2 separate regions of the Hordeum vulgare genome follow, and region 1 is linked to region 2. A link is a contact called in public Hi-C data. All regions are on one chromosome and are shown on one strand. The core of a region is the stretch at or near the end of the contact, and the rest is flanking DNA. Distances in the headings are between cores, read along the strand shown. Region 1 holds the start of LOC123408394 (galacturonosyltransferase 8-like). Region 2 holds the start of LOC123411410 (protein ALTERED XYLOGLUCAN 4-like).

What was found. A called contact is a pair of places that touch in the nucleus more often than the background predicts.
Region 1: a contact with region 2 is called in a Hi-C map of seedling, with 2.3 times the contacts expected there. The contact joins the promoter of LOC123408394 here to the promoter of LOC123411410 in region 2. A contact is called at or near these places in 2 of 6 Hi-C or Micro-C datasets (leaf and seedling) and 1 of 1 datasets of contacts at active chromatin or transcription factors (embryo).

Annotation. Positions count from the first base shown.
Region 1 is chr7H:98,687,184-98,692,415 of MorexV3_pseudomolecules_assembly, forward strand. LOC123408394 (galacturonosyltransferase 8-like) reads left to right here and starts at 3,322. Exons shown (of 4, transcript XM_045101512.1): 1 at 3,322-3,420; 2 at 4,319-5,224. The coding sequence starts at 3,322.
Region 2 is chr7H:98,541,576-98,546,147 of MorexV3_pseudomolecules_assembly, forward strand. It overlaps LOC123411410 (protein ALTERED XYLOGLUCAN 4-like), which reads right to left and starts at 3,070. Exons shown (of 2, transcript XM_045104350.1): 1 at 2,704-3,070; 2 at 1,002-2,537. The coding sequence starts at 2,884. The coding sequence ends at 1,441.

The DNA.
Region 1 (5,232 bases), core at 2,072-4,571, 150 kb after region 2:
TCCGGACCATTCCGGAAACCCTCGCGACGTCTGTGATCTCATCCGGGACTCCGAACAACATTTGGTAACCAACCATATAACTCAAATACGCATAAAACAACGTCGAACCTTAAGTGTGCAGACCCTGCGGGTTCGAGAACTATCTAGACATGACCCGAGAGACTCCTCGGTCAATATCCAATAGCGGTACCTGGATGCCCATATTGGATCCTACATATTCTACGAAGATCTTATCGTTTGAACCTCAGTGCCAAGGATTCATATAATCCCGTATGTTATTCCCTTTGTCCTTCGGTATGTTACTTGCCCGAGATTCGATCGTCAGTATCCGCATACCTATTTCAATCTCGTTTACCGGCAAGTCTCTTTACTCGTTCCGTAATACAAGATTACGCAACTTACACTAAGTCACATTGCTTGCAAGGCTTGTGTGTGATGTTGTATTACCGAGTGGACCCCGAGATACCTCTCCGTCACACGGAGTGACAAATCCCAGTCTCGATCCATACTAACTCAACGAACACCTTCGGAGATACCTGTAGAGCATCTTTATAGTCACCTAGTTACGTTTCGACGTTTGATACACTCAAAGCATTCCTCCGGTGTCAGTGAGTTATATGATCTCATGGTCATAGGAACAAATACTTGACACGCAGAAAACAGTAGCAACAAAATGACACGATCAATATGCTACGTCTATTAGTTTGGGTCTAGTCCATCACGTGATTCTCCTAATGACGTGATCCAGTTATCAAGCAACAACACCTTGTTCATAATCAGAAGACCCTGACTATCTTTGATCAACTGGCTAGCCAACTAGAGGCTTGCTAGGGATAGTGTTTTGTCTATGTATCCACACATGTATATAAGTCTTCATTCAATACAATTATAGCATGGATAATAAACGATTATCTTGATACATGAATTATAATAATAAATATATTTATTATTGCCTCTAGGGCATAATTCCAACATCGTTCCCCTCTTTGGAGGCGTCGGTAAGGACTGATCCCCTCACTTCCCCTTCCCCTAGGTCTCCCGGGCGAAAGCCTTAACTTTGTTGGGTGGCGGCGGCGCTCACGGCGCTGTTCCGTTCTTGAAGGCGCCGCTTTGGGAACCTTGGGGCTGGGTGGCGCTTGTGGGCGGTGGGCGACGGCGGTGGTGCGGCCCTATCCTAGCATGGATCTCGGTCCGTTGCTTGGAGATGGACTCGCGTAGGTGGAGGTCGTCGTTTGGCGTCATGGTGGCGTCGATGACGGAGGCACCTGCCAAGGCTGGTACCTCAATCTTATCTGAAGATGGACCAGTGGAAGATGGCGGTGACGACACATGTGAGTGTGTCGGACCGGTTTGTGCCCCGGACCCGGTATGTGGCTCGGTCAGGGTCTCCGGCTTTAGATGTTAGGCTTAAGTGAGAGGTCTGGGTATTTGGTCCAGCTTGCACCCCTTCATCTTATGGACAGGAGTAGCGGCAGATGTTGCCAAGGTGGCAGATTCAGGCATATTGTTGTACTACTTTGTAAGGTCCTCGAGAATAATCAATAATAAGGCCGCGTGTATCTTCCAGATGCAGAGGCCGGGGGTCATCCTTCTTTTCTAAAAAAACCTTCTCTAACTCTGTTAGTTAGTTCAAAGAAATTAGTGTGTGCGTGACTATTGGTCATGAGTTCGATTCTTAGTCCGGCCACAACATTTTCTCTTTTTTGCTGAATGACATACGGATCTGCTAGACGAAAATTTTATGATGAGGGCTGATTCTTAGAAGTTTGTTATCCTGAGGGTTGGTTCTTAAATTTTTTAGGAAGTTTTTTATAAAATAACATAATGGACCGAGAATACATGTTTTTTCTAATAGTAGGTATGGATACGTATATGATACCCATGTGCTGCCACGAGAATCTTGATAAATCAGATGTAAAAATAGGTGCTAAAACAAAATTATTGTGAAAACATATTTAATTGCTCTAACTTTATATTTTTAAAATAATAAAACATATGAATCATATTATAAATACTTTGTAAAAGGAGAAAACTATTGGATTGGAGTCAATGGATTACCTACATAACAAAAATGTGTAACACAATCTATTATACATTTGCTCTAAGCATCCAACGGATATTCCATCTTTGCATACAAAACAAATAATAAAATAAATTAACATACATAATTGTTGAGGTGGCATGGTTGCATGCAATGACGAAGACAGGCCAGGCAGGCCGTGCTGTGGCATGGGACATGAGGCCAAGACCTTCCTTTACTGTAGCATTTACCATTGACGTAGCCAGACGATGGTTAGGATGGTCCATGGAGGGAGCTCTTGTTCGGCACCTTAAGCGTCTGAACAGATCGCTGATGCCTGCGCGCGCCCACTCGTGGGCCGGACCAAAAGGAAGAAATCTTCGTTGGTCACCCGATCGTGTTTTTTTCGGCTCAATTGCATTTGACCCGTCGCGGCTGACTTGTCTGGTAAACTATTGACTTTTGAAAAATACGAAAAATAGCAAAAAATTAAAAACAATCATGAATTAAAAAATGTTTTCAAACTTAAAAAAAGTTCACAAATTTAGAAATAAAGTTCATAAATCTTTAAAAGTTTATCGAACTTGGAAAAAAGTTCACAACTTTTGGAAAAGTTTATTGAACTTAAAAACTGACTCATCTATTTTTCAAGTTCATTTATTTTCAATTAAAGTTCACAAATTTTAAAAATAGTTCATTAAATTTGAAAATAGTTACTTGAATTTGGAAAAAAATCATTGTTTTTTTAAGTTCTTCAGATTTTAAGAAATTCATCAATTCTGAAAAGGTTCAAGGTATTTGGAAAAGTAAAAAATATAGAGAAAAGGGGAAATATTAAGGAAAAGAAAAAGAAAAGGAAAGAAAAATCGATCCACAAATTGGGGGCTTTCTGCGAACCATAAACAGTCCAGCAATTGAAACACCACGGATTGTGAAGCTTGTGGAAGCTTCCCAAAATTAAGGGCTTTCCGTGAGCTTAAAGACAATAAAATGAAGATAAAAAGGGTAAGAACATTTTTGTGTCCATTGAGCATATTGTTTCTTGAGAGATAACTCTACCCGATTTCCTTCACTTCATAAAAAAACTCTAGCCGATTCCATGAAAGGCTAGAGATGAATGAAATCTTGGTTTTACTTCTCTAACCGATACCTAGCCGATCTTCTAAATTGGTTAGAGGAGTAAAACGTTTACTTCTTCGTCTATCCGATTCCTAAATTTAAACACCGTGAAGCGATCGAGTAAAAGTTTTCTTCACGCAAAGGCCTTCCTGTGGTCGGCCAGCGAAGCTCCCTTGTTGACAATGGTGACCTCGGGCCTTGTCCGTGACCATGCTGTGAATCTGCTTGGCGATGGCATTTTCATATGCAACGAAGACACATGGGCGACGCATGTGTACCAGGTAGCGAGGGTGATGGTGGAGGAGGCGACCTAGTCGGGGTGGGCGCGTGCTCAATGTGGTAAACTGCTCGATACATCAGTGGCTCCAATAAATTTGCATAAGGGAATGAAGAAAGTATAAGTTTTTAGAGGTTTGACTAAAAAATACATACGTATATATAGATATATTTTAGATTATAAATTCATTTATTTTATTTTATATATAGTTTTTTAATAAAATCTTAAGAAACTTATATTTAGAAACGAAATAAGGCACTGTTTGTTTAAAAAGTCTTAGGATTTTTTTAAGTCCCAACTAAAAAGTTCCTAGTCCCTATCTGTTTGGTTCCAGCGATTAAACATGGAATAAAGGTTATTAAATGACATGCTAAAAGACCATGTTACCATTATGAATGAACTAGAGGTTATTAAATGACATGCTAAAAGTAGAGGCGTTGTTGAAAAAGTTTCAAAAAGTCCCCAAAAAACTCTTCTTTAGGGACTTTTTTCTTTAGTCCCAAATGCTCACTTTTAAAGTTCCTCGTGTTTGGTTTATATGAGACTAAAAAAATCCCTTTCCCTGTAAACAAACACCCCTAAGTATCCTCTATTTTTAAATAGCTACAACCCACTAGTTTCAATTTTCTTTTTCATACAACAATGACACGTCATCAAATCATGCATGGAATCATAAGTCTCTTCATCCAAAACATACCATCTCATTCATTATTTTTTTCCAAAAAATTAAGTCATGTACTAAGAAAGTTTTATATTTATTTTTTGCATTAATTTTGATCTCTAGTTCATAAAAAAAACACGGCCGGTACCCGAATTCCGGCCGCCTTGCACTCCCCACCGACGCGTGCTTCGTGATTTGGACCTGAAAAAAACAGGACCATCTCCATAAATCCTCTTGCCAGTGGCAGTGCCACTCCCACTGCCCCACTGCCACTGCCCGAACATTAATCCCTCTCGTCTCATCCCCAACCCCAATCACTCTCCCTCCCCTCCAATGCGGCGAGCTGCCGAACCTTACGAGCATTGAAGCCATGGCAGCCGCAGCCGCTGCCGCAAGCCCCGGACACTCCGCCCTCCCCGCCGCTGTCTTCGTGCTTCTCCTGCTCGTCGCCGCCGCACCGCCCGCCGTAGGCGGCGGAGGCGGCGGGTCCGCGGCCGTGAATGGCGACCGCCTCCGCGCGGAGCAGATCCGGAAGCAGGCCTCGGACGCGGCCGCCTCCGCCGCCGCGCTCGCCGCGGCTTCCCGCCGTCTCCACCTCGACCGCGCGCGCCACCTGCGGCTCCTCTCCTCCCTCCACCGCAACCTCACCGCCACGCTCCGGGACCTGGGGGCCGTCGCCGCGTCCGAGCCGGCGTCACAGGCCGACCAGGCGCGCCGGCTCGACCTCCAGGCCAAGGACCTGATCCGCGCCGCCCGCGCCGCCATCGCCGACGCCAAGCCGCTGTTCGACCCGCAGCTCAAAATCCAGCGCCTCAAGGACGCAATCTTCGCGCAGAACGAGCTGCTCGCGCGCGCCAAGAAGCGCGGCGCCTTCGCCTCGCTCATCGCCGCCAAATCCATACCCAAGCCGCTCCACTGCCTCGCTGTCCGCCTCACCGCCGAGCGGATCGCGCTGCCAGACAAGTTCGCGGACCCGGTGCCGCCGCCTGCCGCGCTGGAGGACCCCGCGCTCTTCCACTACGCCATCTTCTCCGACAACGTGCTCGCGGCCTCTGTCGTCGTCCGCTCCTGCGTAGCTAACTCGCAGGACCCCTCAAAGCACGTCTTCCATGTGGTGACCGACCGAATGAACCTCGGGGCGATGCAGGTTTGTCC
Region 2 (4,572 bases), core at 1,820-4,319:
TATTCATAATTTTTGCAGGTATACATAATTAATATGTGTGCTAAATTTTATCTTTATGTTAACGAAATCTTTGTGCACACGACTGTGTCCAACAAATGTAGAGAAGAAAAACACTAGCATTTGTCACAATTTTTTCATTCACGGCTTTGTTTTCTGTGGGTTTCCCGTGGCAACGCACGGACATTAAACTAGTCTCTCCCTAATAATAAAGCAAATAGGGTTTCTGGTCGACCGTCATGACATTTTTACAAAAAAGTCCCTGACATTTTATGTATTCAACCCGTGGAGAAAACGGAAAACGGTTCGCTCGGTCTGGTATATATAAAGTGCCACCTCTATTTCAGCAGAGTCATGTACTTACCGCAGTGGTCGACGCACCACTAGCTATCTGCAGAGACCTGAGTTCAAGTCCAGGCCGGCCTGTTTTTCGTTTCCTATTGCTTCATTTTTTTTGTAAATTCAAATGCTTTTAAAACATTCATATCTTTTAAATCCTAACTTCAAATCTAACATGTTATATATGAAAATCGCTCAGAAAAAAGTGAAGATTTCAAATATGCTATTATTTTACATGTTACTTTCCTGTTTTTCTTTTCCTATTGCTTCATTTTTTGTGTCAATTCAAATGTTTTTCAAACATTCATATCTTTTAAATCCTAACTCCAAATCTAACACGTTATATATGAAAATCGCTCAGAAAAAATTAAAATTGGTCACGTAATTTTCAAAATTAATATTTAAAAACTTGTGCCCCCGGCCGTTTTAGCATATTAGTAGCCCAAATGGCTATAACTCAACCCTTTTACCCCATAATCCTCGATTCAATCACACATAAGCTTATTTTGTTATTTTTTTCTATTGAGCATGTATTTTTTATATTAATAAAACAAAGAACTGTGGGGGCGCTTTTAAGGGTTGTTGTTTCATGCACAAATTTAAACATATGGCGCACAAATTTTAAAACGGAGTGAGTACTTAAAATGAAAATATATGAAACACTGGTGAGCATAATAAAAGGTGTTGATAACCTATCGAGGTATTTAACGTGCTTTATAAATTAAGTTGGTCTTTTTTTCCTCTCCGAAGAGCATATACGAAAACCGTAACAGTCTAAAGATTTTTTATTCAGTTATAACACATGTACGTGTGACAAACTGAGACGAGAAAGAAGGGAAATAGCTATAGTCATAAGACATGTAACAATGTGTCTCGTTGCAAAGCATGGGCATTTGTGCTAGTCTATAATAAAAGACATTCGGTTTGTCATGCCTAAAAATTCATCGTAGATTTCTTGCATTTTCTACGTGGCCGTCGGCCTCGCGTGGACGCGTGCGCAAGAGATGCGCGTGGTCGGGGTGGTGGGTAGGTGGCGTCGTGGCAGCCACCACGCATGCACGATGCGTCGATGGGCATGTACCGCATCGTGCATACCACTTGGCTTCAGCCGCTTGTAGCCAGCATCTGCATGAGTATGTCGTTGAACGTGTCCACAGGCCCCGGCGAGCACCAGTGCAAGCAGTCGTTGTTCACCGTCTCTGGCACGGGCTTTCCGAGACCGTACCTGCCCTTGACGATGTAGGCGCCTGGGTGCCCGTCGGGCCGCATGGATGCCAGCCTCGTCACGTCCAGCACGTCGAACCGCAACCCCCGTCGCTGCCTTTTCGCCGCCGCCGTGGCCGCTTCCTCCAGCACGGCCTTCCTCATCTCGGCCGTGATCACCTCCTCGGGCGCCTCTCCCTCACCATACGGGTTCGGCCGAGAGCACGCGTCCCGGTGGTTCCACGCGTACCTGGCGTCGAAGTGCGCCGACGCCATGGTTGACACCACCACCAGCTTCTGCCTGTCGCCGCTCGACGACTTCTCGTTCACGTACTCCAGCGCCCTCCGGATCGCCTTGCGGTACGCGCCGACGTACCCGCCGCCGATGTCGGTCTCGTTCACGTCCGGACGGGAGAAGACGCCGGCGATCTGCCCGTCGTCGTAGTAGACGGCCGGGTGGTTGAACCAGTGCCCCGCCGAGATCACCATGACGTCCATCGCGTCCACGTCCGCCGTCCACGGCTCGGTCAGCGCGTCCAGGAACACCGTGTCCTGCGTCATGCCGTAGTCCTCCGACCTGCCCTCGCCGCGCACCAGGAACGGCGACCAGTACGTGGAGACTTCGACGTTGTGCGGCGCCGGGAAGACCCACCGCCAGAACTTGCGGCCCAGCCGCTCGTCGTACCGGTGCGTCGTCTCGGGCCGCGACACCGTGGAGAGGAAGCAGACGAGGGCCTCCGCCTGGTTGCGCGCCGTGGAGTCGCCCACGAAAGCCAGGCGCTTGCCCCAGACCACACGGAGGAACTCCGTCGGGTCGAGCGCCGAGAGGTTGCAGCCCGCCGGCTGCCACCGCCAGTGCAGGTACCCGTTGTCCGGCTTGCCGTTGATGACGCACTTCTCCGCGCTCTTCATTTCGCAGTTCTGGCTATCGTACCGCGGGCCGGTGGTGCTGTCATCCCACACCCACTTCCCGGCGGTGTAGTCGCATTGCTGCCAAGCTGGCCGGGGAATCGATCAGGAACGCAAGAAATTAATGGAGGTCAGCATATAAATAGCATGAAATCAAGCCATTTTTTCGAACGATCCCAGAAATGCAATAAAGACATATACAATATACTACAGTGAAACATATATATACGCGTGTACGACTAATTGCATGCTTACCTTGAGGAGGGCTTGTGCCTGAGCGATGTGCTTGAAATGCAGCGAGAAGACTGGTACATGAGAGGAAAGATGGAGTGGAGTAGAGGAGGATGTAAACGATAGGCAAGGTCAACAGAGCACCAGTGAGGAAGTTCTTGAGGAAGGAACACTGGCCATGAGTTCCAATTTGTGTTCCTCCCATTTGCCGAGGACGTACGATATGCAGCCTTCTACCTCTAGATAGGTACCGGGGTGTGTATATCTATGGAGCGAATGCATCTACTCCGCATCATCGTATATATATATATGGGAGTTTGAGCGAATGCATCTATGGAGCGAATGGAGTATATAAATTGGAATCTAGTACTGGTGACATACCGTATATATATGGGAGTTTGAGCGTCGAATTATGGCACTGTTTTTTTTAAACTACTAAGACTTTTTTTTAGTCCCAACTAAAAAGTCTCAGTTCCTATCCGTTTTTTTTCAGAAACTAAACAGACTAAAACCAGGAGTCAACGTCAACAATTTGAGAGCTTGCATAAACCAAGAAATAGAAAAGGTGATTAATGATTGAGTTGATCGAGGCGACGTGTGAGGTTCCAGAGGAACACAAGAAATTGATATAAATTGAGGTCAGCGTAGTCAAGACATAAACGGTGAGACATGTATGTAGTATACTCATATGTGCGCAGGAAAATTGCTGACCTTGAGGAGGTGGAAGAGAAGAAGGGATCGCCTAGCTTGTGCAGTTGTGCTTGAAATGAAGCAAGAATTAGATTGGTACTGTATGAGGAGAAAATGGAGGGGAGAAGAGGAGGATGTAAACAATTTTTTGTTCAAAAGGACCATGAGCCCAACAGAATTGACAAAAAACAAATCATCTATAGATAAAATTGACAGAAGAGACCACCACAATTGTGACGGCGACGCGTGGCACTTACTGCCACGGTGCTAGGCGGCAGCGTGCATATAAGAGCATATCCAACAGCGGCGTCAAAAAACATGCGCGCGGTAAACTAGATTTTTAGCGCGTGCAGGACGAAATCGCACGCTCCAGCGAACGCGGAAAACTATTGCACGCGCGGGGGAGAAAGCATGCTGCCGCGCGCTAGATTTGGCGCACCGCTTTCAGCGCGCCTATAAAATGCGTCGCTCGCCACACGGCTGTCCATAGCCACGCGCCCTCTCTCGCCGCTCTCTCGCCGCTTCCTCTGCCACCATGTTGCCGCGCCCCCGTGGAACCTCGGGCTACCGCGGCGTCCGCGAGCGCCCCTCCGGCGCCTACTACGCCGAGATCAGGTCCGGCGACGTCCGCCTCGGCCTCGGCACCTTCGAAACCACGCACGAGGCCGCCCGCGTGTACGACGCGGCGGTGTGGCGCCTAGAGAGGTCTCGTGCGCAGATGAATTTTTGGGATGTCTACATGCGCGAGCAGGCGCATGACCTTGCCCTTCCACCTCGTCTGATATCAGACCAGGACCATCAGGAGCACCGTCGGCAGCAGCGCCGGCTCCTCGTCGTGGAGGAGGACGAGCGAGATATGGCGGAGTGGCGTCGGCACCACCCTAAGGACGTCGCCACCGAGAACGCCTTCTGGGCGGAGAGGACGGCAAGGCGTCGCGAGGAGCGGCAGGACAAGTGTCGGCGCATGTTACTCGCTATATCGCAGTGCGGGGCCGTCAACAGCGGTTTGCCGTTCATCTTCACTTCTGACGATGACCGTTGGGAGGACGCATGACTATCTACTTCGGACAGCACCCGGGTGACGACTCAGAGTAGTTTTATCTATTTATGTACTTTTTTTATTATCTATCTGTGTATTTTATCGTGTTGGATTATCTATATTATCGTGTTGGACTAGTTTATTATCTATATAAATGAATTATG